4 separate regions of the Sus scrofa genome follow, and all the other regions are linked to region 1. Evidence: chromatin contacts called from public Hi-C and promoter capture Hi-C data. All regions are on one chromosome and are shown on one strand. The core of a region is the stretch at or near the end of the contact, and the rest is flanking DNA. Distances in the headings are between cores, read along the strand shown. Region 1 has its middle 650 kb from the start of FAM205C. Region 2 overlaps LOC100524475 (transducin-like enhancer protein 1). Region 3 holds the start of LOC100524475 (transducin-like enhancer protein 1). Region 4 overlaps SPATA31D1 (spermatogenesis-associated protein 31D1).

Region 1 (7,025 bases), core at 2,715-5,214:
CTTAAAAAATCCCTTCTCTTCCTGGCAGAGCTTTGGGGAGAGAATCGTATGGAAAAGTCAGAACACTTACTTTAAGAGCAAAGCTGCAAGCTGGGCAGGCCTTCCTCTGAATTGGGATCCAGACACTAAATCTTGTTTTCCCCAAGTTGTTAATTTCTTCAATTTTATCATATTGCCTGAAATGAACAAATTAAAGATCATTTGGGATTAATTTGCATGCTTCCTAAAAATGCAAATAGCTTGAGATAATTAAGAGGTTATTCATACTTCAGCACAATTTTCTTTATATATCGAAGTATAGTTGATTTACAATATTATATTTTTTTCAGGTATACAACACAGTGATTCAGGTTTTTTTTTTGCTTTTTTTTTAGGGCTGCACCCATAGCATATGGAAGTTCCCAGGCTAGGAGTGGAATCAGAGCTGCAGCTGCCAGCCTACACCACAGCTACAGCAACACCAGTTCCGAGCTGTGTCTGCAATCTATACCACAGCTCACGGCAATACTGGATCCTTAACCCACTGAGCAAGGCCAGAGATCAAACCCGCATCCTCACGGATACTAGTCGGATTTGTTTCCACTGCACCATAATGGGAACTCCCGTGATTTAGTATTTTTATAGATTAGATTCCATTAAAAGTTATTACAAGAAAATGGCTATCATTCCCTGTGCTATACAATATTTCCTGTTGCCTATGTATTTTATATATAGTAGTTCATATTTCTTAATTCCTCATCCAATCTTGCCAATTCCTACCCTCTCTCCCCCCACTGGTAACCAGTAGTTTGTTTTCTACATCTGTGAGGCTGTTTCTATTTTGCCTGGGGGCAAGCCCTCAAGTTCATGTGCTTCTCAAGAACAGCATCCAGGCTTCCTACAACTCACCCACCAGTCCCAGCAGTCCTCCAACCAGCCAAGGGGGCTCATCCCCTGGGCCCTGGACCTCTGGACTGGGGCGCCAATTGGGCACTCACTGCTCACTCCTCAGGACATATGTCTGCTCTTGTATTCTCCCTTGTCCTCTGAGTCCCCTTCCAGAAACAGAGGTCCCTACCCCGATCACTTTTCTTCTCATCCTACCCAATTACAAATGTATCTTTACTATAGCCTTGGTTGTACCAGAGTCCTTCTGCCAGTTTTCAGTTAGTTTTCAGTGAGAATTGCTCCACATGCAGGTGTATTTTTGATGTGTTCATGGAGGGAGTTGGGCTCCATGTCCTCTTACTCTGCTATCCTGATCCTCTCCTCTCTGCCATAAGTTATTCTGATCACTAGGCATTTCCTCTGATGACACTGACGTGTTTGGATCAAAGTGAGTGAAGGACTATACATATCTGGTTCTACATTTGAAAAAATAGGAAAGGAAGGCTTCACAATGTTAAAAAGTCTAGGGAAACATGAAACAACTAGGACCTGAAAAATGATTGTGAGAAGGTGAGAGAAAATTATAGATGAGTTTCTAGAACAGGGTGCTAAATCAACTTAGTCTCTCCCAAAATGTTTCTTGGGATAACTGTACCAGTAATGCAGGGTGAAACTTTTTCTTCCCCTTCTCATTCCTTTATTCTTTGGTTTCATGCTCCTAGACTCCCACATAAATGGGATTCAGGTTTCCATCTTAAAACTGTTGAAATAACTTTCTAGACCAGAGGTGGAGCTGTTCTTGCCTAGAGTGCTACATCAGCAAACCAGAACTTGGATAACTTTCATGCTTCTGTAAATGCTCCTCTTGACCAGAAATGCAGTATATCCAGTCAGGCGATCATCAAATCCCAAACCAACTCTTTGCCTTCTCACCCCAAATGAGGTTGACTATGTGGCCCCAGACAATCAGATATTTTCTATTTGTCTCTCTTTGTTCCTTATCTTTATCCTACTAAAGCCTCTTGCCTTCCACCCCATTTTGCACTTCTCCAGAAGGAGAGTATCCGCTTCATGAAGTGTTAAGTAAAGTTCGTATCACCTAAATTGTCTTATCTAATTATTTTTTAACAAGACAGAGGTGTTTTATCTAAGAAAATACTTTAAATATATTATAGGTTTCATTATGAGTTAAAAAATCTGTGTGAGAACCTATCTCCCATTTATAACACTCCTTCTACATAAAGCCCAGACTGAATTTCAAACAACTGATTTATAAATATACATTTGAAACACAATCCCCTTTTAAATAAAATATTATCTATTTGCCAAAGTGATTAGCCTCTCATGCGAACACTTGCCTGCCCCCATCCTGATGGTACATCCTGATGATACATGGAAATATGATAATCATACATTGCTATGGGAGGGGTGTCACATAGCGAAAAAGGATTGCCAGAGGAATGAAACCATTTATTTTTTCTAACTGGAAAATCCAAGTGACCTCACTCCCCAAGGATATCTTTTAGGGAACTATGAACAGATTTTGAAACCATATTCCAGCTGAGGGGAAAAAGAAAAAGAAAAAAGAAAAAACCAACAATGGAGTGAATGAAGATCTGGTTTCAAGATTTCAAAAAAAAAAAAAAAACAAACAAAAAAAAAAACAGCAAAAAACAATAGAGTCAGATCGATCAGGGAGAACTCTCATTGCAAGGAGAATAACTCAATTTAGGAAAACAGAATGATCCAGGCTGGGGGGCAGGGGGTTGCTTGCTCATCTTTAGCTCACAGAAGTTCTTGGCACTCAGTTTTCTTTAGCTTCAGCCACGACTTCACTATTACTACCTAAAGGTATCTCCAGGTTGGGTATTTCTGCTCACTCAGCAGTGCAGCCTGGGAATTAGAGAAGCTGGCACAGTGGTTTTGTGGTTGTGATTGAGACCAGTTAAAGCTTTGAAGGTATGCTTGCCTGTGATTTATTGCTTCCTGAAAGGTGTAATGCAGAATGCACCTTCCCTTCAACTCTTCTTGCTAGAAGGAGGCTTGAAAGATAGGGCAAAGAAAAAAATTTTTCATGTTTTTCAGTTTCTTGGAAAAATGTGTGTGTTGTCTCCCCTTGGGTATTTTTGTTTGGCATTTAATGGCACATTTTAAAGTCTTTGTTAAAACAAAGGTACAAAAAGACACAGGTTGGTAAAACCGACCTCTCATTTAGTTCAACAAATTCCTACTGAATGTGCTCGTGTTCTCCTAGGCAGTTGGATGTGTTAGGAGCGAGCACTGTTGCCAACAACTTGAACAATAACCTGGCATAACATCATGTATCTGCTGGACTAGCTGAGATCCAAATGATACAAAGGAAACTAGGCTGAAGTATGGGGCTTGCTGTACAAAAATAAATTCTGCCGAAGGAAAACAAAAGGGAACAGCCAGTATTTCTATGGGGAGAGGGTAAAAATCTCAGCTTATTAGTCAAAAGATTTTTTTTCTCCTGACAGGAAGGAAATGGTCTGCTGTCCTGTTGAGTGAGGCATACAATGAAGCTTCGTGGAAAAAGCATGGGATCTCTTTGTCATGAATTACACTAACCAACCTCAATCAAATTAGGAAACCACAAATGAGAGGAATTAACTTATAAGTGAGAAGGTCACCCCTTTACATAAAGGAATGATCTCTTACACTAACGTCTCAGTTTGGAAGACTCACTGAAACAGAAAGCAAGGCCCACCCTGTGGGTACTGTTTTGTTTGACTGATTTAAATGCAGTCATAGAAGTATAATGTCATAACTTTCCCTCTAGACAAACAGGTTCTTTATGCCACTGTTTCAGTCGAGAGAGCCAAATAATACCTTTTTTATTGCAGTATTTTTAGACATTGGATACATCTGGAAAAATATTCAAGCAGATAATTAGATTGCATTAGCAATGTGTCTGTTGTGGTTTCCCTGATCCCAGAGAAGGCAGCCCTTTATGAAGCACTTGGCCACAGTCTCCACAAAATCTACTGTGTAAATTGGCCCACACTAAAGCATGTGGAAAACATTTTTTGGCTGAAACTCGAAACCATTCATGTGGCTTTGAGACTGGGAAGCTCGGGCTGCCAACATCAATAGAACTTTGTACTACAAACCCAAATGGTCATTTAGACATGTGTACTTCTATGCTCACAAATGCACTGAGGTCAAATATTTTTTAATCTTGGGAATTTTTCCTCTTTATACAGCCTCATATTTCATGCAGGAAATGAGACTGAGTACAACAAACACAAATCATTGAGACTGACAGAGCATATTGGGTTCAAAACCCAAGCCTTGACTCTAATTGCTCTCCAAAGGCCCCTGGCTCAAGGTAACTGTTGATTTAGTTCAGCTGTTTTCAATCAGCACTGTAAGGTCTCACTAAGACAAACTGGTGAGGCCGCGTTACATTTGTACCCTGGATCCCTCGGGTATAAGTATAACACAGTTAGCATTTTAAAAAATTGCATTTGTCTGTACGCTGCAGGCAGTAATTACAAGCAGGCAAATCTTTTGTGAAAGATGGTGTGACCTTCCTTATGGTGAAAGAGTGATGATGGCTTCTAGTGGAGGAAAAATAATGTTTCCATTCAGAGTTCAGAGAGGAAGCCCGCCTCTTTTCAAATGGTTGCCAAACTTGACAGCCAGTTTGTTGTTGTGTTGTGGTGAATATCAAAGTAATTTATTGCTTGAGGGGGGCTGATTTCTTGGTATTACTTAACTGTTGAAGGATTTTCAAAAGCATATGGTCCTGGACTCACAGAGAAGTGATTGCTAAACTGTATAGAAATGCTCTTCACCAAATGTCTTAGTTCATTTATCCTTAATTTTCCTATGCAGCCTATAAGTAGTAAAAAAATTTAAAGATCTGAATATGCATTTTTCTGCTTGGAACAATGTTCTCAATATGCTGCTGACTTTAAAGTTGCAGAGTGGACTTTAAAATGAAAATATTGGGACTATCCAGCTATGGAACTGAATTTAAATACGGGAATCAACTGGGCGGACTAAAGATTGCGATCGAGGATAGACTGTGTTGCTAACGGTGCCCAGGAGAGCTCAGTTTCATATGTAGTTAATAGCTTCCCAAGGACTGATAGACTGCTGGGAGACCAAAGAATTTTTATTATTTCAATGAGTTTCTGGTTACAAATCTATAACTTAATTTCTCTGTGTGTATATATATGTATACACTACACACACACACACACACACACACACACACACACACACACAAGGCTTCTCCAGCACATGGCAGAGTGGTAGGTACACAGTAGGTGCTAAATAAATATTCATTGAGTGACTGACATTAATGGAACAAATGCAATTCAGGTATATATTTAAAATATAGGAGTTGCCATCATAGCTCAACAATAAATCTAACTAGCATCCATGAGGACACAGGTTCAATCCCTGTCCTCACTCAGTGGGTTAAGGACCCAGTGTTGCCTAGGTCGCAGATGAGGCTTGGATCTGGTGTTGCTGTGGAGTAGGCCAGTGGCTACAGCTCTGATTCAACCCCTAGCCTGGGAATTTCCACTTGCCACAGGTGCAGCCCCCCCAAAAAAAAAAGACCAAATAAATAAATTTAAAAATATGGATGCCTTGCTTTGAGAAAACTAAGCATACACTTCTATTCTGTATATAACATAAATTACCCATGGAATCTTAACTTTTAAAAAAGAAGTCATTTTGTCACTTCTATTCTGTATATAACATAAATTACCCATGGAATCTTAACTTTTAAAAAAGAAGTTAGTTTAAAATTTTTAATAAAACTAAAAAAAATTAAATGTAACAAAAGGGATGGCAAGAACAAATTTTTAAAAAGAAGTTGCTCAATTAAATATTGGTTCATCAAGTTAATTTAAATCAATTTAATTGAAAATTCAATTTACAGTCAAGTTTTCAAAACTATTTTTTGATGAGGGTTGCATGTATATATGCATATGTATACATATGAGTGCATGAACTTACACCTGTGATAAGGTGTGCATGTATTTATCTTGGGAGATTTTTATATCCATTACCTTTTTCTGGAGGTCAACTGATTCCTCCAAGTGCATACGTGTATGTGTATACATGCATATATATGCTGATACACATGTATGTGTGTACATATGAATTGATGTCAGTTTTCAACAATCCACTTGGACTTTCTATTATAAGCGGTCTTTAATGGAAATTAAATTTTCCAGAATTTTGTTACCCGGTGTGACAAAACTCCTTCTATTTAAGTTACACCTTCATTACAAGCAAGAAACTTTTAGGAAGTTACATTTAACTCTTTTAAACATAAGGATAATAAATATCAATTTAAATTATTTTTTTCAAAAACATTTATTGTAGTTTCCTCATGTGTATATCCCAGCTAGAGTACTGTACATTGAAACAAACTGGCACACCGAAATATATTTATATCTTGTCTAGGTAAGAAATAGTAATAACACTTCATGTATGAAGCCTTGAACAACCTCAGTGTTAGGTTCCAAAGTAAACTGGCTGAAAATCACATAAGTAACTTGGCTCTAAAGGAAAGCTCCTAAAAGCAATGGTTACTAGGTAAATTGCAGAAGCTATTATCATTTTCTCTAATGCATCCAAAATGTCTGAAGGTGACTGTAGAACTTTCACCTACATTGCTTTCAAGAGCAGCAATTATAGAAACCACATCTAAGAACATTCTTTCAAGTGTGGAGTTATGGGATCCTGTCTTAGGAGAAAAAAAGATAGGGAATGGAGGCTTAATACCTTCTAAAAATTGAGTTAATACTCAGGTTGGGTTTAAATTCTGGTGCTATCACTGACCCATTATCTAACTTTGAGTAATTTACTTCCTTGAGGATCATTATGAATACTAAATAAAGTAATACGCAAAGATTTTGGAATATGGGAAGTAAACGTCCCATATTCTATGAAACTCATTTTCCTCACTTTAATATTTCTGAAGGCAGGGGGTATCTTACAATTGACACACTTTAATTTTTTTTATTTCTTTCTATTGCCTAAAAAGTGATTGCACTGATGATATGTCCTAACACTGTGGAATCATATTGTATCAGTTGCATCCATCTTTCTCCTCCCCTCCCCATCATGCTCATGCCTTCATCTTTGGTTCTTAATGGACAGCGTAGTATGGT
Region 2 (7,025 bases), core at 1,207-3,706, 730 kb after region 1:
CACGCCTGTTCTGAAATCCAGCACACCGACGCCTCGGAGTGACATGCCAACGCCGGGCACCAGTGCCACTCCAGGACTCCGTCCAGGCCTCGGCAAGCCTCCAACCATGGACCCCCTCGTTAACCAGGCTGGTAGGGCATCACCTCTTGTGTGCTGTGTTTTGTGTTCCCCCTTTCCGACTTGATTCATCTGTTGTCTCATGATGTTGTTTCCCCATGAATATGAAATGCACTTTCTGCCCGCCTCCCTCTTTCCTATCTCCGAAAAGCCATGATAAGAAACAGATGTTTGTCCTTGGGTTTCAGCAGCTGCACTCTGTTCAGTCTCCGACTGTTTACATTTGGCTTTTCTTTCATTTCCAAATAATCCAAATCCCAGGGACTTCAATAAAGTTTCTGATAATTATTCCGCATGTAAGCTCCTTACCAAACTATCATTGTGTGTCTGAGTTTGCTAATATTGACTGAAACAGCCGGTCTGGCCAGCTCAAGTATGCTTCTTGCTTGCTTTCGTTGGCTAGCATTCTGCTGGTACATCCCTTAGGAGTCAGTGGTCTCTCCTTCAGTAGAAATTGGGAGGGTTTCCCTGAGGCGCCTCCAGCCCCTGAATAAACTCATAACTTTTAACTTTATCTTCCTCCCTGGGAAAGGAAAAACGTAACACCCTGGGCCCAGGGGAAAAGAGGCCCCAGAATATTCTCCTAAAGCTGCGCTCTGGTTCACATAAATCCAGGATCAGGTTCTCATTTGGAGTTGTTAACAGGGAATGGAAACCTTGAGCTCAAGGAGACATCTCGGATTTTATCAAGAGTACCTTCCTTCAAGTCACATCATTAGGTGGTACTTGTGCCTCAGTTTGCCTTCTGTGAATTGGGTACACTGATACTGCTTAAAACTGCCTTCCCTCCCAGTGTTGCCAAGTGTTCCAACCAAGGAGGAAGTGCATGGGCAGTGCTTCTCTTGGGGTCCATTCTTCCCTGGAGATGAATTCATTTCTATGGGAAGAAGGGATCCTATGGAGGAACTGGAAGGGATACCACCCCAGCCTTCCCTCCTTTCCTATAATGATGGGCGCTGGAGAGGACCCTGGCATTGGTCAGGCTTGGACCTGAACCTAGGTAAGTCACAGCTGCTTGTGCTTCCTTGCAGCAGCCGGCCTGAGGACGCCCCTGGCGGTGCCCGGCCCGTACCCCGCGCCCTTCGGGATGGTGCCCCACGCGGGCATGAACGGCGAGCTGACCAGCCCCAGCGCCGCCTACGCCAGCCTCCACAACATGTCACCACAGATGAGCGCAGCCGCCGCCGCCGCTGCTGTGGTCGCCTACGGGCGCTCTCCGATGGTAGGGACGACAGGGATGGCCGGGGCGAGGGTGGGCGCGGGCGGGAGCTGCGGCGGCAGCGGCAGTGGTAGGCAGCTCCCAACCTGCTGACAAAGACCCACTGTCCCCACCGCACCCGCCTCCCTCTTGTCCGCCTTCATCAACATGCCGCTTCATTAAGCTGAGGCCAAATGTGTTTTGTTTGACTGTTTTTGTGGATGAAAAAAGGCAGTGTTTAGGAGCTGCTTCGGCGGTTCAGGGACATCTGGTTTTCTCCCACCGAAGTAGACTTTTTTTTTGGAAGGCGATGAAATGACTCAAGTAGCTCACAGAAGCCTTTTCATTCGTTTCTTGGTTTTTTTTTTTTTTTTTTTTTTTTCTCCTCCTCCTTAATTCTTAGGAAAAAATATTTGAGAAGCCGTAATTTTCTCTTTCCATGCTTATATTATTCTTTAAATCCAATAGTGTGGCTCAGGTTTAAGAAGTGATTTCAGTTCACCAGGGGGAATCACAAAGGGACTGAAACAGTGGGGCAGGTTCTCCTTGTCCTGCCTTCTCCCAGTGTGTAGATGGCCTTGTGTTTGACCAGGAAGAGAGACCGTGAAGGGAAAATTGACTGACTAGTCCGTGATTGTACCAGGAAAAGGGACTAGATTATAACTGATAGCACATGGAAGTTCCTGAATCATTTCTGTGGGTTCTTTGAAATCTGTCCCTTGCATTTCTTTCCTCTCCCTCCTTCACGACCTCCACTAATTTGGGGTAATATTGAAGTTTACCTTTTTTTCTCTTATATTGTGTTAGTAGGAAAGACTGTGCAGTGGGCAGCAGGATTGTTTAAAGCCAAACGGGTAGCTGAAGGACTAGGTACCTTCGTTAAGGTGCACAAAATAGAGAATCCATGTGTGAAACTGGGGGTAATTTTTCCCCCTAGGGACATCTGGTACTATCAGAAGACACTTCTGTTTCTCTGAACAGGGGTGGTACTAGTGGCACTTAAAGGGTAGAGGCCAGGGATGCTGCTAATTATCCTGCCCCCAACCGAGAAATACCTGGCCTAAAATGTCAATAGTGCCGAAGGTGATCGTCAGGTTGTCCTCAGGCTGACAGCATATTGCTCTTTGTACTTGTTTGGATGGGCAGGACATCCTAAGTCCATAGGGCGAATTTACCATGGGAGGCTGGTTCTCAGTGCACAGATAGATCACAAGCCTTCCTTCCTCCCCCAAAAGAAGTGTGTCTTGTGCTGTTTAGAGGTGGCTCTGTTACCTCACCCATTGTAATTTTTTCTTTTGAAAAAAATGCTAGCACATGTTCCTGTTTCTGTTGCTTTGGGGATTTCTGAGTTTCTAGTGCCAAGTCTTCAGAGATGTCACAAAGTGCCTACCCTGCATAAACTGAGTATGCGATGCTTTCTTTTGTTTCCAGGTTGGGTTTGATCCTCCCCCTCACATGCGCGTACCTACAATTCCTCCAAACCTGGCAGGAATCCCAGGGGGGAAGCCGTAAGTACCTTAATGCCTTAGTTTTGTTTTAAAGGCGCTTACTTAGTCATGGGTAGCGGCAGACTAGAATTCCAAAGGGAACATGGGCTTGGGTGTTTCCAAGGAGATTTCTAGTGTCTTTTCCTGAGGAGTGTTAACACTTTCTATAAATAGGCACCTGGTAGGTGTCATGTCTCTGTCTTCTCACTGTGGGTGATCTCATGCATTTCGTGATTTCTGCAGAGAAGGTGTTGGAGACAGGGACGAGGAGGGAGGTATAAACCCGGGGTGGCTGGCCCTCCTCACTTGATCCTTCCTCAGAAAGCTGCTCTGCTTTGCCATTTAGTTAGAGGGTAGCCACTGGAGATACTCCACTGAATGCTGTGGTGGACAATAAGCTGTCACAAAAATCTCAGAAGTGTGAATCACATTGTCTCTTTAATCCAGCTCATTGCTAACTTTTCCTTATTTTGGTGGAACCAAGGGTTATGTGAAAGGTAGGTTCTGTTGGATGCCAGCATCAGAGGTTGACCCCCAAGTAAAGTTTTGGTGAGTGCCTTCCTCTGAGAGATCTGGGATTACAAAGTGCAGCATGGCTTTGGTGGGGAAGCAAAAGAGATAGGTTAAAGGGCAAGAGAACATTCAAAATTTGAACAGCCCTGTTGGTTATTCTTCTGGGGTCACTTAAAATCACCTGTTTTCCATAATATTAGTAATTAGAAGCATGATTTCAAAGAATTCGTTGAGTCCTCACTTTCTGTACAAACTTGAAATTCGAGGGTCTGTCTTAACTTCTCAGCAAATACTCTGTCTCTCCTTAGGCTAGAAGATGACAGGGAATAAAGCCTGTTCCAATTTGTTGATTTTTCCACATATAAAGATACATGTCACAGGTCTTCAGGTTTGTTTGTTTGTTTGTTTGTTTGTTTTGCTTATCCCTCCACCTTTGAGTGGTTGCTTTCAGTTATTACTTATCTGTTGCATCTTGCACTATTTTGAGTGGTCCATTCAACTATCTGGTCATCCTCATGTGGTTTTCATTGTAGTAGCCTTGCTTTAAACAAACCAATAGAATGAGGCAAGATGGAATTCCTTCCCCTGTCCCCTGCTTTTAAAAAGCAGATTCCCATTGCTCCTCTTTTCCTGCTCTATTTCATGGGAATTTGATTCATGGTGAAATGAAGCTTTGGTTTATACTGTGAACTAGTAGAGATGTTAAGAATTCATGGTGATATCTAAACCCAGGGAAGACCAGGATTGAGAAGCCGAACACTGTTGCAATACTTTCTCAGCTGGTGGATCTCTTCTGATTGAATACCGTGGACTACTGTGTTATTTTTCTTGGAAATGTCCCCCATTGTCCAGACTGGAATGCCCCACTTGTGGGTATTTGTCACCTGTGGTTGCTGACATTGTGGCTTGCTGTTGTGTGTCCTACTATACAGTGAGTGGATAAAGGGCAAACTAGTAATGTTAAGAGAAATGGTAGTAAGTAATAATAATGGATGAATCTTCAGGGAAATAGTAGACAAGGCCAAGTTCAATTAACCATTAGTGAAAGCCAGATTGAGGAGTCAGAGCTGTGGGGGTTGTCCAGCTGCCAAGGTCCCCACCCTGAATGTGAAATGTGAGTCATTTGGGGTGTGGTGGGCAGAGCTGAGAGCTACAGTGCTAGTCTTGAAGGCTGGTGTGTAGGGGAGGGTTAACTCAGACTCAATTCCTAATAGTTTGTATATGTGTTAAAAATGCAGTTAGACGTGAAGTTTACACCTTCAGTGAATGATAGTACTACCATCATCCTTGACTTGTGAGCACCTTGGATCTTTGTGTTCACAGCTACATAAGGTAGGATCCATTGTGCCCAGGGACAGTGGGCAGAGAGGTGAAGTTGTAAGACTCACCTGTGACAGTGCTTTCCTATGGTCTGTGGATCCGAGGTCTCACTGCTCTCTAAACAGTTAAAATAATTTTTTTGGATTCCCTTTCAAGTTTGAGATGAGTCATATTACAGGAGGAAGCTCGAGTTAATTGGGAAGGAAGATGGAATTAATTGTTATCAGAGGGAAAAATGAACTTGCCTATTGTCTGGGATCTGGGCTATGCAGCCTTAGTCCCCATATTAATCCGTTAATTAGGATGAGAGGACTTTCTGTTCTCATCGTTTGGTAAAGTTATACTACCTGAGGCAGTGCTTCTCAAACCAGCTATGATGACAGACCGGTTTTTCCCAATATGACAAAGATTGATACTCTCTTAATAGACAAACACAGACAAATGGGAGGGGAAAGATGGAAAATACAAGTCCCAGTTTTTTTATTACAAGAGTCAGCAGTTGTGAATTGACTCTGAGTTGCTGTGTAAAAGTTTCTCGACACTTACTCTTTATAAGTGAGCATGTCCAGGCTAGGGTGAACAAGGTGGTAACGGTTTTGCAAGCATCGTTCTCTGAGAAAAACCAATTGAAATAATAATTGGGAAGGGCAGCTGGAGGCTCTTCATGGATGTTTGACAAAAAACTGTTAGGTGCCAGGCATGCTCCAGGAAAGACAATGTTCATCTTCCCAGCTTTGGGGGCTGGGAGTGGCTACTGATGCCAGGGAAATATGAAAGGAAGAGTAAATACTTGAGTTAAGTTTGTGACAAATGCTGAGTGCTGTGAAGGCAGAGCAGCAGGTGATAGGCAGACAAGTAAAGAGGGACCAAAGTTAGGAAGGGAAGGACTTTCTTGGGGGAGGGTAGATATGCAGAAAGCTGCTGCTTGTGCTGAAAGGAGTAAGCCCACTAGGCAGAGTGGGAGGGGAAGGTGGGCTGTTGCAGGCAGAAGGGTCACTGGCTTCCCGGCAGATAAGGAGCTTGAGGGTTCACGGGCAGACGGATGAGGGTGTGAGAAGAGTGGTATAGCCCAGCCAGGAGAGTTCAGCTGGGGCTGGAGGGACCTACCTTCAAAGTGCTTGCCTCTCGTGTGACTGCTCAACTGTGGTTCAAGATTCTCACCAAGTGGCTGTGCGCCTCAGCCGCAGCACCTAGTGGTGGGGACAACCTGCTGCCCAGAGCCACTCTGGGTAAAACAGAGTTGCTCCCTGGCTGTGTGAAGACTCTTCCAGTCTCTCCCTGGAACTTTTACCCCTCAGTCCTGTTCTTTCCCACCCGCTAAGACCACACAGTGTGCCATTAATCCATGGACAGACAGCTCTTCAGATCTTTGGGGACCACCATCTGGCCACCAGGCATCTCTTCTGGCTGAATATGGCCATTGCTTCAGCCCTGTCTCCATTGGATGTGATTTCCGGTTCCCACGCCATCTGCCCACCACAGTCTGGTCAGTTACCTCCCTCCTGTTCTCTCTTCCGCACATTTCATTGAGATCTGCTGTATAGGCATAGAGAATCCTATTGGGAGTTCACAGCCTAGGATAGAGTGCAGCATTAATCAAGTAATCACAAAAATAAATGTATAATCATAATGGAGATAAGAGCTATAACAGAGGAGTACTGTTTTGTGAAACCCTGTGGAGGACTGATCTCATCTGGAGGGTCATGGGAGGATTCTCAAAGTGTTTTATGTGCTGCAGTAAATCTGTAGGGATAGGGCATAAGCCTCTAGGTAAAGGAACCGGCATATGCAAAGGCCCTGTGGCCTTCCATTGTTTTTATCAAAGTGACCTAGAACAAGATGACATTCTCACCATTCTGTGCACATTTTTTGGTGAAACGCCAAAAAATGTGTACAGAATGGTGAGAATGTCAACCTGGACATTTTTCTCTCCCTCATTTCTAACTTCTCATAGCTTCTTTTTGTTCAAGGCATCATCCCTGTTCTGTACAACATCTGGGCCCAAACTTTAGCCTTTGATTCTTCCTTGTATAACTCCCATTTTTACTCAGTCTTCTTATTTGTTAAAATCCTCATGGAGATACTAAGTGAGTTTTCCGTTTATGAAATAGTTATCTGATCTGGTCTGTTTCTTACTCAGAAATCTTCAAAAGGTGCATATAAACTCCAAGGTAGCCCCTCTGATAAGGTAGCCTCAACCTGTTTTTCCAGCCTCATATCCTATATTCTTCGCATCTTATGCTCTGGCCAAGTGGGACAACCCCCTATTCCATGAAGAGTTCTCCTCCTTCCACCTGGAGCAACTTCCCTTCTCACCAGTCTTCACCTCTTCCTGGGGAAATATTTTCTGTCCTTCAAAGACCACCTCAAAGTCAGAAAAGACAAATGCA
Region 3 (7,025 bases), core at 1,916-4,415, 660 kb after region 1:
ATGCATAACTTCTATGACCAGCATTCATATTTTTCTCTTATACTAGCAGATACATATAGTTTTTGTCACTACTTATACTATTCGCGAGTTGAAAACTTGATAACTCAGCAACAAATGAATGGAAATATACGCATTATGTGCGTCAATGAGAAAATAAACAATCTGGCAATCTTTCTGTTTCTTTTGTAGAGGATAAAGAAGGAACTTTTTTTTCAGAGACAATTTCCTAGGGAAGCAGAGTACTTAATATTACTTCACGTAAAAACATCAACACATGAATATGTTAAAGGTAAGGAAGATTATGGTTAACAGACTTTAAATAGAAGACCAAAATTACAGATTTCATGAGTAGGACTATTTTCCTTTAAACAGGCTGTAGGCAATCTGCACATATATTATTTATTTAAAACATAAGATTAAAGCTACTTGATTGTTTAAACACCATCATTTGTAATGCAGTTTGATGAGAGTTTTGTAGTATAATTATTACAGCATGACAATCACAGAGAAAACATGACCTTGAAGAGGGGCCCAGCCTCCTCTCTCAAGGAGGATGCACTGTAAGAGAAAGAAACCATCGGAAAACCAACCATCTTCATGTACAAAATTAAAGGCCTTCCAATTTTCAAATCATTGCTCTTTCTTTTCTCCAGATACTATATCATAAGGTAATCAGAAGACCTGGAGTGTCAGACTCTAATGGAAAAGAAACACTTGTTAAAAGAGAATTTCTAATTTTTACCCATGGCAAACTAGGAAATATGGTGAGTAGACATGTTTGCTATGAACAGTTATGTTAGAGAACATTTAAAGGTAATGTGTTAGAACTGATTTTTGAAGAGGATGGGAGAGCGGAGAAAAAGAGAAGCAGCAACCCTTTTGCTCCAGTTTTAACTTCTCTATTTAAACTTAACTACCAGCTTGTGCTAGTAAATCAAAGTAAAGTGTGGATAAGCCAGGGAGAAGTCTTAGTTGCCCTAGCTGTCCCAGCATGCACAGGTCTATGTGTGGCACTTGCTATACAATCCTGGAGCTGATTATGGGATGAACCAACAATAGACTGGTAGAAGCCAGCCAATAACTAGATGATTTCAAGAGGCGCAGGCAGCCAAAGGACAAAGCTTAATTGCCGATAGCCATATAATTCAAAAATTCTTGTATATGGAGAAAACCTGTCTTGTCATCACCAAATTTAACCAAAAAAGGGGCAGCGCTTCCTTCCTATTGATTTTCCAAGTTAGAAAAATGAATAATAGGAACCACTCTCCAACCTCACTTAATGAGAACATGGCAAAGCCACAATGCTGAACTTGTTGGAGAATTACTATGACCTTATACAGACTGCCTAAAATCGCTCCTTTAATTTTTCATTTATAATTGATATTTGAGATTGATCCAATTATAGACAAATCAATATTAAACATTTTTAAGAACTCCACCATTGAAATGTATTGTCTAAAATGATTCTTTTAATATTTCCAGAAAAAGTTCTCCGTAAAAGCAAATCTCAAAATAGAACGTTATTTCTGATTAATAAATGCCTTTCCATAACTCTCTTGAAGGTAAAATAATGGGAACATTGGGGCAATTAACACCAAAAAATTCAGTACGTTCCAACCTAAGATAAATGCTTGTCAAAGATGTGTCTTTCTTATGGAAGAATTCACCACCATTTGGCTAAAACGGCATTATTCACTTACCAATCACGTGGAAATAACTCAAATAAATGCAGCAATATATAAGATTTTCTGCTATGTGGTGTATTTGCTATGTGGTGTATTTAGAAAAACAGATCCAAACTGGAGATTTATACATTTTGCCTTGTCTATTTAAATTTTTGGAATCCCTTTTAAGTCAAGTTCCACCTCATAAGAATTTTAGCCAGGTCATTTATCCAAAGCTTCCCAATCAATGCCTTACACAGCTCAGCCGGCCAGAGGGGCGGGGGTGGGGGTACCATCCGAACTATGGAGGTGGGGTGGGCAGGACAGGTTTTTCAGGTCTAGATGCTGTTTATCCCACACACTCTCTCTCTTTGTTTCTACTAATTGGAAACAGACTCGTGGTCATGTTGCTGAGAAGCCCCTAGAAGTCTGAGCAGCTCTCTATCTCCCAACACAGCGAAATCTGGACTTTTAACAGAAGAACCGAAATTTCGCGCCGCGGGCAAAATATCGCATCTGAGACTACGACGCGCGTGCCTTACCCTGGGTTCCTTCCCGCCAAATCAAGGCAGCCCGATCTTTTTGCAAGGTGGTTTGAAATTTTCTAATAAAAACCAACTCCTACCACCTTGGGTGCAAAGGGGGCGTGGGCATTAAAAGCCTAGTCTTAGGCGGCTGCTGTATGTACGCCAGCCAATGAGTTGCTCATGTACGCATTTTCCACCAAGTGCACAGTCCACTTCTCCTGCATCCGCCAAAAGGCAGCTCGAGGAAAAACAATCCTCAGAGAAATTTTTGAATGTGACCTCACTTTCAATAGTAGCATCAAACAGGGGACAAGCACCGAAAGATTCCTTTGGCTCGAACTACCAAAAAGCACCCCTTCTCCCTCATAAGAACCTACGGGGTTAGTCTCTGAGTTTCACTGAGATCTAAAGATTTTCATTAAAGGGAAAAGTGACAAGTGGGCAGCATTTTTGCAAATTCGAGCCCCCAGCTTCGACCGCTGCACGTTGGCCTGTCCCTCCCGCTTGCGCGCTCCCGCGCGTTCCCTTGCTTGCCCCACGTTACTTTGACTGACAGCCCGGCCCCGCCGCTCTCCTTCTCTCCGACCTTCCCATCCCCGGTGCCAATCTTCGCGTCTCGCCGCTTTCCATTGGCTGGTTTCGGCGTCCCGCGGCTCCTTCAGGAACAGTTCCTCGCCGAGCCCGGGAGGACGCGGCTGGCGGAGGGGAGGTGGGGGTGGATGGGAGGAGAGACGGGGGAGACGGCGGAGAGGGAAGCAAGCGGGGCGGGAGAGAAAGGAGGGAGAAGGGGAGACAGCCCGTCCGGTGCCGCGCTGCCATAGGCTCTGGGGAGGTGTCGCGTCACCACCCCACGTTGGGTCTGGCGCATGCGATTGGCTGACACGGGCCTTCCCGCTCCCCCCTCTCCACTCGCCGGGCCCACGTACCCCGCCAGCTCCTCGCTCTCGCCCCCGCCCGCGCAGGGCTGGGCGGGGCCGGCGCTGGTTAGCTCCGGAGTGTGAAACCGCGTGTTAATGTAACCGGCGCGAGAGGCGCGGGCGGCGGCGGCGGCGGCGGCGGTGGCGGCGGCGGCTGCAGGAGCAGCAGCAGCGGCGGCGGGCACCCTCTGCCCCGCGTCCCTGAGGCAGCCGACTGCGCTACCCCCACCCTCGCACGGCCGGGCGGCTCCCTCGCCACCAGCCCGGACCTTCGCTGGCCCTTGGCGATTACTCCGGACTCGCCCACGGAGTTTGCCTGCTGGGGAAGGAGGCCAAGCGTCGGAGCGCACTCTTGCGCTTTTCCCTACCATCGAGTGGATGTCGTTCCCCGGGTCGTGAGAGAACTTTGGAGCGGGCTGGAGCGCCCTTTGCGGAGAGGTAGACGAAGAGAAGGAAAGAAAGAGGGCTGACGGAGAGGATCGGAAGAAGGGGTCCGGAGTGGCCGGGCGGGCCGTGTGCGGCGAGTGTGCACGGGCCGTGTTGCTCGGATGCGCCCAGGGGTCGAGGAGCAGCGGAAGGCTGCGGGACTACTCTCCGCCGAGTAGTCCCGTCGGGCCAAGAGGGTTTGTACAACCGCGGAAAACAGCAAGAGCGGCCCGCACGGGGCGTGCCGAGACGCCTCCCGGCGCGCCCTCCACACTTTGCCCACCTCGTCGTCATCCCGCGCTCCTCCGCTCGGGTTAAGCCTGCGGAGCGCCGGACACGGAGCCTCCCCCGGGGCCCGGACCTCGCCCCTCGCCGCCTCCAGGGACCCTGCGAGCGCCCGGTCTTGGGCGCCTCCCGGACCTGCAGGGGTCGGCTGTGAACGTCGTCACATTTGTTTTGTGGGGTTAGCGGGGGCGCTTGCCACCTGCACCTCCCCGGCTGCTGGCGCCGCGGGGAAAACCCGGCTAGGAGGCGGACCGGGAGAAGAACGGTGGAGAGCAACCCGCCTGGATTTGTTTGCCCGGGACGGGTGCGGCACACGCGGATCGCTGAGGGGAGCGCAGCGAGTCACCGCGCCCCCACCTCCTCGTCCCGGCGGCCCAGGCTCGCGATTTGGAGTGCGGCCCCGGGCGCCGGCGGCGCCCCGCAGGTTCTAGGTGCAGCGGGGCCCGGGGTGCCCTGTGATGTGGCCCTGAAGGTGGGAGCCCGCACCGGCGGGAACAGGAGCTGCTGGGCGCCGAGTGGCCTCTGCGCCCAGCGGAGCGCGCCTGCGTGCGTGGCCAGCGCGCCCCCCGCACTTCCCGCTACTGCCCGGCTTCTCAGCTTAATTTTCCTCGGCGGGATTAAAGTTGGAAATTGAGCGGAGAATTGAGTTGCCCGGGAACGGAGCCGCGGCCGCCGCCAGAGCGATGTTCCCACAGAGCCGGCACCCGGTGAGGCGCGGCTGGCTGGCTGAGTGGGGGACAGGGGGTGAGGGGTGGTAGGCGCTCTTGCTGTGTGGTAAGGAGATGGGTGGGTGCTGCATTCTGGCCGAACCCCTGGCTTGGGAGGTCGAGGGCCCTCCTCTCCTGGGTTGGGGAGTGGGCTGAAACTCTAAATTTCCCCGTTTGCTCTGTGCCCCCTCCTACTTGAGGTCTAGACTGGGCGGGTGGGGGCGCCCGGAGAGACTGGGGTTTCTTTCCAGCAGACACATCCTCCCCCTTCCCAGAGGCGAGTAGGGCGCCCCCACCTTTGTTTCTCGTCTTGCCTATTTACATGTCAATGCGGCCCCCTTTCCAGCAATGCTGGAGGTGGCCCCGGCGGCTCTGGGAACGGGAAGAGTTGTTTCTCTTCTCTGGTCCCTGGGGTCATTATCGCCCCCGTGAAGGAGGGGCCGGCGGCGACAGCGACAGTCTGGCCCAGTTCTCGGCCGCCCGCCAGGGAGCCCCTATCCCTTCAACCAGGTGACCCTTTCGCACTTAACGCGATTCGTCCTGGAGGCTAGAAGAGGCTCCAAGCCATTTTAGAAGCATCGGATCTGGGGAGGTCCACCTTCCCCCTGCCCATAGTGAAGGGCAAACTCGAGTCCGTAGCTCCGGTTTCTTCCACTTCTAACTTCATTTTTTGTTTATGTCCCACCCACTCTTTCGTCCTCTGACTTACTTCTTTATCCCTCCGCCCGCATCCCCGGTCCCTCGGTCCCCCTGGTCGTCTCTAGACGCCGCACCAGGCTGCAGGCCAGCCCTTCAAGTTCACTATCCCGGAGTCCCTGGACCGGATTAAAGAGGAGTTTCAGTTCCTGCAGGCTCAGTATCACAGGTGCGTGTCCGTCCGTGCCCGGTGAGTGGTCGCCCCGGCAGCGCCCTGCCCCTGGTCGCCCATCCCAGTGTCGGCGGTGGCTGTACTTAGTACTTGCGTCCAGGCGGTGGCGTGTGGAGTCGCAGTTAAGACCTGTCATTCACATTACCCACTTTCCTGGCTGTTCCTGGGCCGCCTCTTCTCTTGTCTCCTCCTCCTCCCATTGTTTCCCTTTTGCCCGTTTGCTGCTGTTCCAGGGAGCCTTTTTTCGTGTATTTAGGAGTTGCATGAGAACTGTCAATATTTGCACTTCATTTATTTATTTTGCAACAGGCTGAGCTGAAATCTTGGTTCAATCGATGCCCCAGCTCTGGAGTGCAGGTTCAGGGAGGCAGAGCCGGTGTTGAAATCGCTGTTTGCCATACTAGAATTGGGTTCTTTGAGACAAAGTCCGTTATGGAAAGGTAGCTGCTTTTAGCTGTTCCTATCATTAGTGAGGGTGTGGATATGTGTAGGGTAAAGCTCACCTGCTTTGGCCTCATTGTGGGTTGCATTGGGTAGCACAAGGGATTTGAGTCCCATTTATGTCCATCTCAGCTTTAGTCTCTTTATCTAATGAAGAGACCTGCTTCAGAAAATTTATAAATGAAAACTATTTGTGAGGCACTCTGTCCATAGTGGACTTTGCAGAAATGTTAGTTTCTTCCTTTGTTTCTATGAAGTCTTAGGTGATTAGAGCTAAGAAATGACTGTGTAATGACAGGTTTTATGTTTGCTGTGCTTGAGCAAAAGCACACAGATACTTGGGTGTGAATTTTCTTATTTTGTCAGGGGCTTTCTGATTATTGACATTTTGTCTACTTGAAGATAATAATCTCTAGAGCTTGACGCATACCTGCCCACACCATGTTTATCAGGTAGGGAGGACTTCATCCCACTTAATTGCGTAGTTACGTGGCCTATTTGGTCAGGGAGTTAAAAACAAAGGTTTTAAAAGGAAACAACAATTGTAGAAGTAACTTTGCAGGTACAGTTTTCAAACTTTGAGACTTTTTGAGTTGGCACAGATAGTACAGCCTGTGCCTTCAACTGGAGGTTGTACAAAGGCTAGGTTTTGGTGGAATCCAGGGCAGCAAACTTTGATTCCGGGAAGGAAATAGGAGTGAACTGATGACCACGAGGAGAAATCAGTCTTCTGTGTAGATCTGAGGTTTTGACAGATTTTTTTCATTCTTGGCGTCAGACCAGGTCTGCACCTAGAAGAAAAAGAATAGTTGCTTAGTGGATACCCTGAACTGTTTACTGGATTCATTTTCCCTATTAAATGCAAGGACAAAGCTTTTGGGTGTTTACCTAGATAGTTTATGGCTTTTCCAAATTGGTCTGTGTTTTTACTTGAAGTGCAAATATGTGAGGCAGATGTTAAAACAAGTGACATAATGTTTACATTAAGTTGCCTGTTTTGTTTTTGTAGCCTTAAATTGGAATGTGAGAAACTGGCAAGTGAAAAGACAGAAATGCAGAGGCACTACGTGATGGTAGGTATCAAAAATTAAGCTTTTTCCTTTGCATGTAATATTAACAAATATGTGTTCTGAGCATTGCAAAACACGAGTTAATGAAATGCTTGGTTCTTTTTCCTTTTTACAGTATTA
Region 4 (7,025 bases), core at 3,201-5,700, 540 kb after region 1:
AGGCTGATGGTACTAAGAATCACCTCCTGGAGTTCCCATCATGGCGCAGTGGTTAACGAATCCAACTAGGAACCATGAGGTTGCGGGTTCGATCCCTGCCCTTGCTCAGTGGGTTAAGGATCTGGCATTGCCGTGAGCTGTGGTGTGGGTCGCAGACGCGGCTCGGATCCTGCATTGCTGTGGCTCTGGCATAGGCTGGTGGCTACAGCTCTGATTAGACCCCTAGCCTGGAAACCTCCAAATGCTGTGGGAGTGGCCCTAGAAAAGACAGAAAAAAAAAAAAAAAGGGGGGGGAATCACCTCCTGTTTGTGGTCAAAGCTATAAATAGATTTTTTCTTTTTCTTTCTTTTCCTTTTTTTTTTTTTTTATGGTGGGCATGAGACCTATGTCTAAAATCCCCAGGAATCTAGCAACTAAGAAATGCTTCGGTTTTAAGATTAAGCTTAAATAGGACTTGGAAACATAAAGACACAAATCCCAAATTGATCCTTTCCATACATCTTCAAAATGTGTTTTTGTTTTTGTTTTTTCCCTATCAATTTTGGAGCATCCTGACTAGTGGAGAGTTGCTTTTCAATCCCATGGCTATTTTGAGTGTTCATTAAGTTTCAGACTCTTCACACTGAATCATTTAGTACAATGTTCTCATTCTACAAATGAGAAAACTGAGACACAGATGGGTTAAGTCAGTGCCCTCTGATAATATTTTTTCCTCTGATATTTTGCCTTATCAAATTTATCTTTCCTAAAGACAGTCTCTTCAGCAAGTGGTGTTGGGAAAGTTGGAAGCTGCATGTAAATCAATGAAATCAGAACACTCCCTCATGCCATACACAAAAACAAACTCAAAATGGCTTAAAGGCTTAAACATAAGACATGACACCATAAAACTAGAACAGATCATAAGCAAAACATTCTCTGACATAAATCGTACCAATGTTTTCTTAAGTCAGTCTCCCAAGGCAATAGAAAGAAAAGCAAAAATAAACAGATGGGACGTAATCAAACTTACAAGCCTTTGCACAGCAAAGGAAACCATAAACAAAATGAAAAAACAACCTACAGAATGGGAGAAAATATTTGCAAATAATACAACCAACAAGGGCTTAATTTCCGAAATATACAAATAGTTCATACAACTCAAAAATGAAAAAACAAACAACCCAATCAAAAAATGGGCAGAACTCAATAGACATTTCTCTAAAGAAGACATACAGATGGCCAGTAGGCATGTGAAAAGCTGCTCAGCATCACTAATTATTAGAGAAATGTAAATCAAAACTACAATGAGGTACCACCTCACACCAGTCAGAATGCCCATCATTAAAAAGTCTACAAATAACAAATGCTGGAGAGGGTGTGGAGAAAAGGCAATCCTCTGATACTGCTGATGAGAATGTAAGTTGGGGCAGTCACTATGGAAAACAGCATGGAGTTTCCTCAAAAAATTAAAAATAGGGGAGTTCCCATCATGGTGCAGCAGAAGTGAATCTGACTAGTGTCCATGAAGATGTGGGTTCAATCCCTGGCCTCACTCAGTGGGTCAGTGATCCAGTGTTGCCGTGAGCTGTGGTGTAGGTAGCAGAGGTGGCTTGGATCCCGTCTTGCTATGGCTGTAGTGTAGGCCAGCAGCTGCAGCCTGGGATTTTCCATATGCCACAGGTGTGGCCCTAAAAAGCAAAATAATAAAATAAAATAAAAATAAAAGAATTGCCATATGATCCAGCAATTCCACTCCTGGGCACATATCCAGCCACAACTATAATTCAAAAAGATACATGCACCCCTATGCAGCACTATTCACAAGAGCCCAGACAAGGAAACAATCTAAATGTCCATTGACAGATGAATGGATAAAGAAGATGCAGTACAAATATCCATTGTAATGCTACTCAGCAATAATAATAATAATAAAAGTGAAATAATGTCATTTGCAGCAACATGGATACAACTAGAGATTCTTATACTAGGTGAAGTAAGTCAGAGAAAGACAAATACCATATGATATCACTTATATGTGGAATCTAAAATGACACAAATAAACTTATCTATGAAAGAGAAACAGGCTCAGAGTAAAAGACTGGTGGTGGGAAAGAGGGAAGGAGATGGGGAAGGGATGGAGTGGGAGTTTAGGGTTAAACTGTTATATATAGAATGGATAAACAACAAGGTCCTACTGCATAGCACAGGGAACTATATTCAACATCCTGTGATAAACCATAATGAAAAGAATATAAAAAAGAAGGTATATTTGTATAACAGAATCATTTTTCTACACAGCAGAAATTAACACAACATTGTAAACCAACTATACTTCAATTTTAAAAAACTTTAAAAAATTCATATTTCCCAAATTATAAAGATTTTCCAACCCTCAGAGTTCCCGTCGTGGCTCAGTGGTTAACAAATCTAACTAGGAACCACGAGGTTGCAGGTTCGATCCCTGGCCTTGCTTAGCGGATTAAGGATCCGGCGTTTCTGTGAGCTGTGGTGTAGGTTGCAGACACAGCTCGGATCCTGTGTTGCTGTGGCTCTGACATAGGCCGGTGGCTACAGCTCCAATTAGACCCCTAGCCTGGGAAACTCCATATGCCAAGGGAGCGGCTCTAGAAAAGGCAAAAAGACAAAAAAAAAAAAAAAAAAAAAAAAAAAAGATTTTCAGACCCTCTCCAATAAAGATATTGCTAAATTTTCTAGCTATAATTCTTCAGATAGTTATCATTTGTTTTGATAATATACAGAGGGTGGAAGGAGGACTTTCATATTGATATTTTTGAATTTTTTTTCTCACTTAATTTTAACTCCTTTGTTCCCCAAGGGACAGTCTGTTTGTATAGGTCAAAAATACTGTATAATAGCAATTTTATATGTTTCAATCTGATAATGAAAACTCTATTCCTAGGTTTATGTAGTCATTGGTACTGTGCATTTTGTTTCTTGCTTCTGCATTTTCTTGGCATACAGTATACTTTAAAGTAAGTATTATAAAGAAAGATTTGCTGTGTTAATAGCAGTAAAACATGGACAGATACGAGCTAAACATCCATTAATACACCACTTGAATTTCAGTTTTTCACAACACACCTATGGCACCTATTTTGGGGTCCCCAATACTTCACTGCCTGGTCTGACACAAACACAGTAAGGCACCAAGGGGAGAAGTCCCAACCTGTTGGGTGACTAGTCAGAGAAAAGCAAATTAAATATACGGCAACAGGAGTTTGAGTGCTGTGCCTGGCAATGACCTTCATAGCAATCCAGACCTGAGAAGAGAACAGAGGTCCTGGCAGACCTCCCTCTGTATCTGGATCAGCTGGCCCTTTGTATGTAAACAGTGGACAGAGAGCTCCAAGCTTATGGTGTCAGTGTGTTAGTGACAGGACAACAGTACCTGTGAGACATGTCAATGTCTACACCCATTCCCTCAGAGAGGATCTCATTCATTTGTGACTTAAACTACTTATCAAGCACACGGGGGCCTAAAAATCACAAGCCAATCACAGGCCCCATCAAACATTTCTTGTGCTGATATATCCATAAGACAACGCGTTGGGAGGATTTCCACAGTGCTAACAGTTTAGGTAAAGTGATTAAAAGTTGCTTCAAATCCAGTTTTTGCAAGTGTGAACAAAACAGTAATTCAGTATCAGTTTCCCCAGGAACCTGGAGCCAATTATTTCAATCCAGCAGGGGTGCATGTTGGCACAACACCTGCCTATGGGAGAGGGATGGCAGTGCCCCCAGCCATGGGCTCAGGCCCACTTTAGTTCAAGTCTCAGTGAGCCACTCCCTGCTGTGTCACCTTGGGCAAATGACCCCACTGAAATTCAGTTTCCTCACCTGCAAAATGGCAGACACCTAAGTCACCATTGTGAAAAATAGCAGTACTTGCGCATCGGTGTTCCTGAAGGCTTGTAGAACCACGCCAGGCATCTAGCAGGAGGTCAGAAAACAAGAAGGATGAGAACTGACACCTATTTGGTGCTTGCTCTGTGCCAGGCTTTGTTTAAAGAACTTCAAGTGTATCGTTTATTTAATTTTCTCAACGACACTAAGGCAAACACTAATATCATCTGTGTTTTATAGGTGAGGAAAAACTGAGGCATAGCAGATGGCTTCCAGATCTGGCAAGGGCAAGAGAAGGAATTGGGCCTCAAACCAGGCTGTCATCCAACCCCAAAGCCCATACCCTTCCCCAAGGAATGTCTGTCCCAAGACTAACCCACAAGAGACAGGAGAGTACCCACAAACTGATGGCATCCTTTCTTCTCCCTCTCCCTTCCTCCACTCCATGGAACCCACTCTCCGTGCACTCAGAGGGGAACCAGGTATTTCAGAGCATCTAAACTTCAGGGCTTGCTGAGGCCGGGCTAAACTGTTCTGGGTTGAGGGGTTCCCAAGCCTTTCCAAGCTTTGCTCTGGCACTGAGCCTAACCTTTATTTTGTAACTGATTTACTCTACCCAGAAGTCAGCTTCGGCTACCTTCTGTGAGAACTGGGTAGGCTCAGGAAATACTCGGCTGGCCAACCAGAAAATTAAATAAGAAAGTCATCAGGCCCTGAAGCCTAATTCTCAAATGCCAAACAATTTAGAACAATGAGTCACTCTTTGAAAATAGAAATTGTTATGCAATGTTTAAGTCAGGCAACATAACATAGTGTACCGGCAGAAAACACAGCCTGAAAGCACAGGTTCAAGTCCCAGCTCTGGCTATGTAAACCTGAGCAAGTATCTTAACCTCTCTGTGCTACCGTTGCCTCTTTTATCACATGGGAACAACAATAAGCCCTACCTCAGAACTTGCTGTGAGGATTAATGAATCAGTATATGTAAATACTTTAGGATACGCCTGGCACATCACAAGAGCTATATAAATATTAGCTTTTATTATTAATTTATTTTTTCATGTTTCAGTAAAGATATACAGGCTTTGCAGCACTGTCTTTACAGAATAAATTTGCTTTAAGCTTTATTCCTTTTGAAAATGGTTTCCTCGTTTTTACTATCTCACCATCAGCCACCACCCAAGCCCTACAGACCTCCTCCCCACCATCTCAACTTTTCCTTAAAAGCAGCGGAAATTACATTTAAAAGCCTCACGGAATTACAATACTCAACACGCTCATAAAAGTCAGGAAATGCACAAGTTAGAATTCTCTGAAGACATTAACTCAGAATCAGAGGCTCTGGCACATTTCACAGGGCTCCAACACAGCCTCATGAAGTTCCTGCTGGCGAGCTCTAGGGCCTTCCCCAGTTGTCCCTCCTCGCCAGCTGTTTCTGTCTTCTTGAATCCTCCCATGGACACAGCTGGCCTCTGGATTTGTCATTTCAAAGGGATACTACTCTTGTGGCAGCCTCAGAACCACCTCACAGAACAGCAGTCCTCAGGCTGAGGGAGTATAGTGTGTCTGGCTGGACCACTCCCAGAGCTTCTGAGTCAGGAAGTCTGGGCTGGAGCCTGAGAATTTGTATTTCTAACAAGGGCTCCAGTGATGCTGACAGTTGGGACCACACTTTGAAAACCACTGCTCTGGGGGTTCCTTTCTCTTCCCCCTCAAATCTCATAGAACCCCTACTCACTGCATCAAAAAGAGAAGGAAAAAATTCTGTTCATGTACTGTCATCTTACTCATTTTTTTTGGAGAAATGGGAAATACATTGTGTTCAAACCCCAACATAGCTTTGACAAAACAAGCCTCACCTCATTTCAGCTGCTTCACTCCCTTCACCCACCCACCTTTATCCTTCCAGTCACTTTCCGCCTCTGTCTTTGCACAGATGGTCAGGATTGTGTGTATGTTTATACATCTCCAGCCCTGCTTGTTTACATGTACACATTTGTGTTTCTCCTTCTCCCCCATTAAACTATAAAGTCCTTGAATGTCTTTCTCTCTAAGGCTCCATAGCACCTGATGCTAAACACACAGTGGGTGTTTAATGCATGCAGATGACTGATAAATGTTGACTAGTTTATTGTACCTGGTAAGCAAAATGAAGAAACAGATATTGCCATGAAAACTTTAAACTTTGCATCAGAGACCAGAGCGTGTTTATTTTTGCAGCATTAATGTAGCCAAAAGATGACTTTCTACTCACATATAAATATGTGATATGTTGCCAATGAGCATTTTAAATGCTTTGATGCCATTCTCAGAAATACCATCTGTGCCTGTTCTTCTCACATAGTTATCAAAATGAGTAATTTAACATGGGGGAGTTTGTTGTATCCTTATAGGGAATTGCAAGAAAGATACAAGTTCTAGAAATATTTGTGTAATTGTCTTCAACTTTTATTTTATGGGATATTCATGTATGTGCACCGACTACACTTCAATCTTTTCAGAATTAAATAAAGGAATGGTATTAGCCACGAGTATTTTCTGAGTTAATAGGTAACCCAGAGGTTATTATTATGTACTGATTTACAAATCACATGAACTTAAATCAAACGATGAGATCATTATTGCTTTATTTATTGAACAGCTAAGAGTTGAACTTCACCAAGTTAAGGACACAGTATATTATCAGTCTTTCCCAAGAAAGCAAAGGCTATTAGGGAGCCGATCAGAAAGCAAAGCTTTCGTCTCAGTGTCCTCTGAGGTCTAGAATATACATTAACCATAATGACATTGGAGGTCAAATATTTACCCAATTCTGTTGAAAGAAATCAGTGCTACACCTAGTCCCAGTTGATGAGACAACGTGTGGCCTTTTAAGTTTTTTTTTTTTTTTTTTTTTTTTTAAGGATTTGATGCTACATCTAACCTTCTGATCCTAGTCTTCTCTGATCATTAAATTAAGGAGAATTTCACCAGTGTTTTCTGAACACTGGGTTTCTTTAGCTTAAATCTTTCTAAAGTTCAACGGGGGAGCAATAATGAGTCCTAACTGAGAATCAATGTAGGTTGCTTCTAAATTTCTTTTAAAGTGATTTCATGCTATTTTTACTTTCATAATAAAATGTAGTGACATCTGGGTTGGTTTCTTTCCTTAGTCTGATTCCCACTGTTGCTTTCATCC

The links. Promoter capture Hi-C pulls out the DNA fragments that hold promoters and counts their contacts. Hi-C and Micro-C count contacts between places; a contact is called where the count stands out from the background.
Region 2: a contact with region 1 is called in a Hi-C map of liver, with 7 times the contacts expected there. The contact joins two enhancer-like sites. A contact is called at or near these places in 3 of 47 Hi-C or Micro-C datasets (heart right ventricle, liver and skeletal muscle) and 1 of 2 datasets of contacts at active chromatin or transcription factors (skeletal muscle).
Region 3: a contact with region 1 is called in a promoter capture Hi-C map of liver, with 16 times the contacts expected there. The contact joins the promoter of LOC100524475 here to the enhancer-like site in region 1. A contact is called at or near these places in 3 of 5 promoter capture datasets (fetal liver, fetal skeletal muscle and liver), 13 of 47 Hi-C or Micro-C datasets (embryonic fibroblasts, fetal skeletal muscle, fibroblasts and 7 more) and 1 of 2 datasets of contacts at active chromatin or transcription factors (skeletal muscle).
Region 4: a Hi-C map of liver shows a contact between it and region 1, with 2.1 times the contacts expected there. The contact joins two enhancer-like sites. A contact is called at or near these places in 2 of 47 Hi-C or Micro-C datasets (liver and skeletal muscle) and 1 of 2 datasets of contacts at active chromatin or transcription factors (skeletal muscle).

Annotation. Positions count from the first base shown.
Region 1 is chr1:235,031,355-235,038,379 of Sscrofa11.1, reverse strand. No RefSeq gene overlaps it. Among named protein-coding and RNA genes, the nearest start is that of FAM205C, 650 kb to the left of the region's middle. Within about 2 kb of position 3,964, at least 20 of the 83 cell types and tissues checked have an H3K27ac peak or open chromatin away from gene starts, as enhancers often do. A contact at or near this core is called in fetal liver, fetal skeletal muscle, liver and 1 more, where this site is marked.
Region 2 is chr1:234,297,727-234,304,751 of Sscrofa11.1, reverse strand. LOC100524475 (transducin-like enhancer protein 1) reads left to right here. Exons shown (of 20, transcript XM_003480540.4): 12 at 1-131; 13 at 1,149-1,339; 14 at 2,747-2,823. Among named protein-coding and RNA genes, the nearest start is that of SPATA31D1, 70 kb to the left of the region's middle. Within about 2 kb of position 2,456, at least 14 of the 83 cell types and tissues checked have an H3K27ac peak or open chromatin away from gene starts, as enhancers often do. A contact at or near this core is called in liver, where this site is marked.
Region 3 is chr1:234,366,795-234,373,819 of Sscrofa11.1, reverse strand. It overlaps LOC100524475 (transducin-like enhancer protein 1), which reads left to right and starts at 3,165. Exons shown (of 20, transcript XM_003480540.4): 1 at 3,165-4,526; 2 at 5,291-5,391; 3 at 6,845-6,908; 4 at 7,021-7,025. The coding sequence starts at 4,503. SPATA31D1 (spermatogenesis-associated protein 31D1) reads right to left here and starts at 2,854. Exons shown (of 7, transcript XM_005660180.3): 1 at 2,736-2,854.
Region 4 is chr1:234,496,431-234,503,455 of Sscrofa11.1, reverse strand. The region is part of intron 2 of SPATA31D1 (spermatogenesis-associated protein 31D1); the gene reads right to left. Among named protein-coding and RNA genes, the nearest start is that of SPATA31D1, 130 kb to the right of the region's middle. Within about 2 kb of position 4,450, at least 12 of the 83 cell types and tissues checked have an H3K27ac peak or open chromatin away from gene starts, as enhancers often do. A contact at or near this core is called in liver, where this site is marked.